Linked DNA regions of Muntiacus reevesi: region 2 is linked to region 1. Evidence: chromatin contacts called from public Hi-C data. All regions are on one chromosome and are shown on one strand. Each heading gives the region's core, a stretch centred on a gene start, on an enhancer-like site or on the middle of the called end of the contact. The rest is flanking DNA. Distances are from core to core; before and after follow the strand shown.

Region 1 (2,981 bases), core at 430-2,929:
GTGGAAGAAACAAAAAAGCTGGAGAAACTGCAGTCACCTAGTTAAGAGATTATATAAAAGGTATCTCAGCCTGTGGAAAGTTCCAAACACTTTAGAAACATGGTGCCAGGAGGCAGAGACGCCACTAGCCCTGGCAATGACAAGGCTGTCTGTAACCTAGTCACACCAACTCACTTTTAAACTTTAAATTTAACTTTTGTTAAATTTAATTTTTGTCCTCTGTTGAGGATTTATGTCATTTTACCTGGTAATGAAACTTCAGTATATTATTTTCTCTTTAAGCCACTTCGCCTTGATGCAACTGAAAAAAGTTGGATGAGCATTCAGAAGAGTATGCTCAAATCACATGATCCTGTCTGCCCATCACGGCTATTCGCTCAGTTGTCACCGCCCTCATCAATATCCAGGCATTCAGCAAAAATATTTGAGCCAGGAACTGTCCTGGCACTGAAGTAACCATGTAAACAGGATCTACATGATCCCTGTCCCTGACCTCAAAAGGGGGACAAATATCAAACAAGTAAATGAAGCAAAACTTGGGAAAAGTTTAAGTAGAAGAGATGGAACGGTGGCCAGTTGTAGCTGCAGCCTGCAGAGCAATGTGAAAGTCGAGACTGAAAACACGGGTAAGGAACATAAACGCTCAGGTAGGGCCTTGTAGGCAACGCAAAGTGTTTGGGTTTTACTTCAACAAAACGGGAAACCGCAGGATTACTTCAGCTAGGTTGTGTGTGTTTGTGTGTGTGTTTGTCGCTCAGTCGTGTCCGCGACCCCACGGACTGTGTAGCCTGCCAGGCTCCTCCGTCCATGGGATTTTCCAGGCAAGAATACTGGAGTGGGTTGTCATCTCCTTCTCCAGGGGATCTTCCCGACGCAGGGATCGGACGCAGGGATCGAACCCAGGTCTCCCGCATTGCAGGCAGACTCTACCCTGAGTCACAGTGCATGGTTATTAGGAGTTTACACTGTTTTTCTTGGTCAAAGATCACGCTGGTAAAACGAGATGTGAAAAAAGGTTTTAAACGCAGAGAACCGTAAGTCAGACATCCTAACTAGTCACTTGTTCAGGTCTCGGATTTTGTATCTGTAAAGCTAGTGGTTTGAGCTAGAAGCCATTTCCTCCCCGCCGCGACGAGCCTAGGCAGGGAGTGTCAGATGCACCTCGGAAGTCCCCTCGCCCCCGCAAACGCCCGCACGCAAACGGCGGCCTAAAACTGTTGGTAGAGCAATGAATCAATGAATGGCCCCTCTGGGCCGCAAGGGAGGCGCTCCAGCCGCGCAACCAGGCCCCGGGACCAGAAAAGAACGCGCTACGCGGAGCCAGAGGCCGCGAGAGCCGGTCGGCGGGGAGAGTGGGGACCGGCTCCGCCAGAGCCAAGGTCGGCGAGGAGGGGGGCCGGGGCCTCGCGGGTTGAGGGCTGGTGGACTCCCGGCCTGCCATAGGGAGCTAGGAGAGAAGGCCGAAACGCGGGGCTGAGGAGGGGTTTGGGGCCCAGGCCGGAAAGCTCAGCCACTTACCGCAGCCGTCGCCAGACTGTGCATGTTGGGAGCGGACGCCGCTCTCCTCCCACCGCCGGACGCGCCAAACCGCGTCCCAGCTTCAGCGCCTCTGCCGCCGAAAATGACGAGACGTCGCAGCCGCCATCCGCCTCCGGTTCGCTCCGCCCCCTCCGCAGCCCTCTGACCTTTCACCTCTGACCCCGCCCACACACCCTCTTCCCGCCCCCCCCCCCCCGCCCCCGCAGTTCCTGGAGTTAACAATCCTCGAGTCTGTTTTGTCCCTTCAGGACCAGAAGGACACCCGCCCCCTGCTAGTGTCCCCCATCCCTGGCTTGGAGCAGGTATCTCCAGAGAGGGGCGTGAACTCTGACCTCCCTCCGGAGGCCAGTGAAGGGCGGGAAAAACCAGGCAGTCCGGGAGGACAACTAGTGCGCATGCCCAACTGGACTCTGTAGGAGGGAAATGGTAGGCAGGCGAAAGTGCGTGAAGTAGAAAGTGCGCGTGCGTACTACCGTCAGGGCAGGGGCGGGGCTACCTCGGCGAGATTTCGCCCGGTACTGGGGCGGGGAGAGGGCGTAGAAAGGGCGGGGTTTCCAGGCTTACGCGCACGCGCTTCTCCTGGTCGCGTCGGGTGTGCGTGCGTGCGTGCGTGCGTGTTTGCGTGTGGTTACAGTTCCCGCCATCAGCCGCTCTCCCTGACTGGGGGAGTGAGCGGCCCCTCTCCGTGCCCGGTGTCCCTTCCTTGTTGACCCCCAGCTCCTCCCCCTTCACGCGGACTCCGAGCTTCCGGCAGGCCTGTCCAAAGCTCCGACTCAGAGGCACAGGTAAGGCGGGCACGGCGAGCGTCTCAACGGAGCCGTTTTACCCTGCACCCCCCCCTCCCTTCTCGCCCCGTGCGGTCCGCCCACTCGGCGTTCACTCTCCTGGAGTTCGCCGGCTGCTGTTCTGCCCGCCCCCATTCCCGCGACGCCCCCTGTCGCTTCACAGGTACTCCACTTGGCTTTCCCCACGCTTTTCATCTCCTTTGACCGGGTCTTTACTGTCACTCGCTCCCCTCGCGACCCGAACCTGGCCCCTCTTGGCTGGGGGTTGTCGTCCGTCACTCGCCTCTTTGCGAGGCCTGCTATCTCTTCAGGTGACTTCTGTTGCCGCATGTCCATCGGGCCTTGGGATATGATACTGTTTCACTTTCTTGGCTATTTTTCACCTCTCTCCTAGTCATCTTTCACTCAGAGGCATGGATTATATTTTTTTTCGTGCCTTTGGTTGTTCCCCATCTCTAGCCATCAAATCAGGTAGTCAGGTTTACCTAGTTTAGGTCATGATCTGTGAAAGGAAATAATAATTGATGACAAAATCCTCTGTCTAGAGAGTTGATCTGTGGGTGGTTTTGTAATTCTTTGAAATTTAGGCTCTGTGTAAATGCCTCTTGGGGGTGGCAATGTCTGACATGCCTCTAACTATAAGAGATGTCTTAACAG
Region 2 (3,190 bases), core at 635-3,134, 130 kb after region 1:
AGGGTTGGGAAGGCCTGGGAGGGTGGAGGGCTTGGTGGGGGGGTAAGGGGGCTTCACCCTCCTCCACAGGGCCTAGCAGCACGTCATGAAGAGCCCCCTTCCCTACACCCCCCCGAAGGGCTGACTCCAGGTGCCCTCATAGCCGCTACTTGGCCAGCACGCACCTTGGGGACTGCACCATTCTCCTCCACGAGCAGGGGTGCCCCGCTGTGGGCGGGCAGGGCCTCCGCGTCATCCCGGCAGACACAGCAGAAGAGCGAGTGGAGGATGCCCCTGCTCCGGGGCTTCTGAGAGGCTGCTGACTTCTGGTCACCTAAAGCAGGGAGGCCCGAGGTGGGGGCGTGCACACTGCCTGGCCTGCAGGGCTGTGCCTACATGCCCGGCTGCCAACCCCTGGGCTGAGAGGATCTGGCCATGCTACCTTCATTGAGGGATACACACTAAGGTGGCAGCCTGACAGTCTTGGCTCCAGGCCACCCCTCTGCTCCCCACAAGTTCTTCTAATGTGGGTACAACGTCACCCACATTAGGGAGTGGGCTGGTTGGAGGCTGGGACGGGAGGTGTTTTCTCTTCCCAACAGTTTCCATCTCCGCTAGGGGAGCAGTGCATAGGGGCACCTCCTGACACACACCGGACCTGAGCAGCCCCTGGTCAGTGGGGCCCCTACCAAAGAGGGCTGGGGCTTGGGGCTCTGGGGCCCACTCCCGCCCTCCTTCCATTCTCCGCCTCCAGAGGTCCAAAGTCCTCCCTGAAGCTGGGCCCAGACACAGGGGGTGGGGGCTTGAAACTAGTGTCCTGCGGCCATCTACTGGCCCCTCCTCCTCCGCCCCCGCCTGGACCTCCAACCTAGATCCCGCTGATAGACTGGCCCACACTCCACCGACCCCCTATCCAACTCCACCCTCCGCCCCCCGCCCCCCCCGCCTCCGACCCCGGGCGGAGCTAGGTCGGCCACAAGTGGACAGACCTGGAGGGACTTCCTAGCCTCGTAAGTCCACACCAGGACAGGGAGAGGCAGACCCCCTAGACCAGAACCATCAGTCCCGGGGTGCCCGGCCGATGCTGGCGGCATTCGCTGCGTGTATGCACAGACACGGTGCCCACCGGCTCCAGGAGCCAAGTGCGCGGTCCGATCACGCGTCTCCTGCGGGCGCGCGGGCGATCCTTAGAAGTGGTTGTCTCTCTCCGCGCCTCCACGCGGGACGCGGAAGTTTGTGGGGAACGTGGCCCTGTCTTAGCGGGAGATCTTTCCAACCCTCCCCCGCCCGCTGTCACCTCGGCGCCCCCTCCCGCGACCCAGCCAGACCGCGGCCCGGAGGGGGCGGAGTCTCAGCTGGTGGCCTGAAGGCGCCCTCTTCAGACCCCCCATCTCCCAGCCCCCTTGGCGCCAATGGGGGAGTAGGGGGGACGACTCTTGGGCCTCGCGCACACCCAGTCTGGGAAACCCGGAGGGCGCTCCGTGCTCCACCCTTGCCTCAGTTTCCCCACCTCGAGCAGACCGGAGCGCCCCAAAATGCGCCAGGCCCCGCCCCGAGTCTCCGAGTCTCTGCAAGTTCAAACTCTCACCCAGCTCCCCCTCCGGTTGGAAGCTTCGGGTCCCGCCACGGCGGGAGCCCTGGGCGGCGGCGGCAACTGTCGCCCCCGAGAGGGTCCCGGCCCCCTCCTCTTTGCGGCGCCCGGTCTAAGCGCCCTCCACGCGCCCCAGTACCTTTGCTCCGTAGCGGGCTCCGCGCTTCCTCCTTGCTGATCTGAGTAATGACGGCCGAGCTGTCCATGGGGCCGGGCGCGCTCCGCTCCGGCCGGACTCTGGCCCGGGAGCCCGGCCTCCCCCCCGGCTCGGGCCGGAATCGGGGCGCGGGGGGGAGGGGAGGGGTGGGAGGGAGGGATCCCCGCGAGCTTCGGAGGGGAGGGGAGCCAGGTTCTAAGGGGGAGGGGGAGGGAGGGGGCGCGGAGGAAACTTTGTTACAACATGGAGTTTCCTCCCCGCGAGGCGGATGCAAACATGGAACCCGGGCGCCGTTTCAAGGCTCCCCCTTAAAAGGGCAACGACTTCAGCGTGACCTGGACTCGGCCGGGGCTTTCATCACTTGAGGGGCCGGCGCTGCTCGGCGGGCAGGGAGGCGGGCCCGGCCGGGTTCCTGCCGCGCTCCCGGGGGCGCCGCCTCCTTTCCCGCCGCCCGCCCGCCAGCCCGCCAGCGAGGCCAAGCCTCTGCGGCTGCGTGGCAAGGCCGACACCCCGGCCCACGGTTCTCCGCGCAGAGCGGCCCGGGACCAGGGCCCGCCCGGGGCGCCAGCGCCCGGGAGTGCCCCGAGGCAGCGCGACTCCACCTCTGAACATTCCAAAGGTCGGGGACTGGCAGCTTCTCGGTCTTCTCATCTGGGAAATAGGGATAACACCATCTGGTCTGAAAAGTGGGTCTTCTCTCCGGTGGTCGCAGGGGAAGTCGTGAATGTGCAAAGCCTCTGCTGCACCTCCAAACGACTATGCTCAGCTACACAATTAGGTCCCTAACCGGACCGTGACCTACCCGCAGTCTCGGGCCCTTTTCCCTAAACCCAGAGCTGTAGGGCGCAGAAATTCCAGCTGTCTGCCCCGGGGTGCCCCCTGCCGACCTCTCCTCACCGGGCGCCCGGCCACGTCCACTCCCCATGCCCACTCCAGCCACCCGGCTTTCTCGCCTGAAGCCAAGGGCCTCCACGCCTCAGGGCCTTTATACGTGCCGTTCCTTCTGCCTGAATGCGCTTCCTACCGCTTCGCATAGCCAAATCCCACCGACCTCGAAAAAATGAAACCCTCCTTTTCCCCAGGCCCCCTCCTCTGCTTCCCACCCGCCGGCCCTTCTGTAACTGCTGGGGAGGGGACATCAGGCCGCGGCCCCACACAGGGGGACTCGATGCCGGACCGTAGGGACCACGGACATCCACTGGCACACCCGTTCCACTCGGGTCCGTGCAGACTCGCCCCGGGAACGGGGCCCGCGTTTCCATGCGGATTCTTCGCGAGCAAAACTCCCGTGTGCTGCGCGGTGAGGTTTACGGGTGGGATTTGTTTGGTTTCTTTTTTTTTTTTTCCCTTGTCTATGAAGTTCCTTCTACTTGTCGTTACTGTTTTGTGTTCACATTTTAAAAATATTAATAACGCCAAGGCTTGATAAACACGCCCCAGCACTTCCTTCCCCCGCCGGGCGG

Evidence for each region. A called contact is a pair of places that touch in the nucleus more often than the background predicts.
Region 2: a contact with region 1 is called in a Hi-C map of muscle, with 3 times the contacts expected there. The contact joins the promoter of CTDSP1 here to the promoter of CNOT9 in region 1. A contact is called at or near these places in 2 of 3 Hi-C or Micro-C datasets (blood and muscle).

What each region holds. Positions count from the first base shown.
Region 1 is chr3:130,059,672-130,062,652 of mMunRee1.1, forward strand. CNOT9 (CCR4-NOT transcription complex subunit 9) reads right to left here and starts at 1,680. Exons shown (of 8, transcript XM_065930587.1): 1 at 1,519-1,680. The coding sequence starts at 1,542. It overlaps USP37 (ubiquitin specific peptidase 37), which reads left to right and starts at 494. Exons shown (of 25, transcript XM_065930575.1): 1 at 494-626.
Region 2 is chr3:130,187,862-130,191,051 of mMunRee1.1, forward strand. CTDSP1 (CTD small phosphatase 1) reads right to left here and starts at 1,885. Exons shown (of 7, transcript XM_065930589.1): 1 at 1,710-1,885; 2 at 165-313. The coding sequence starts at 1,776.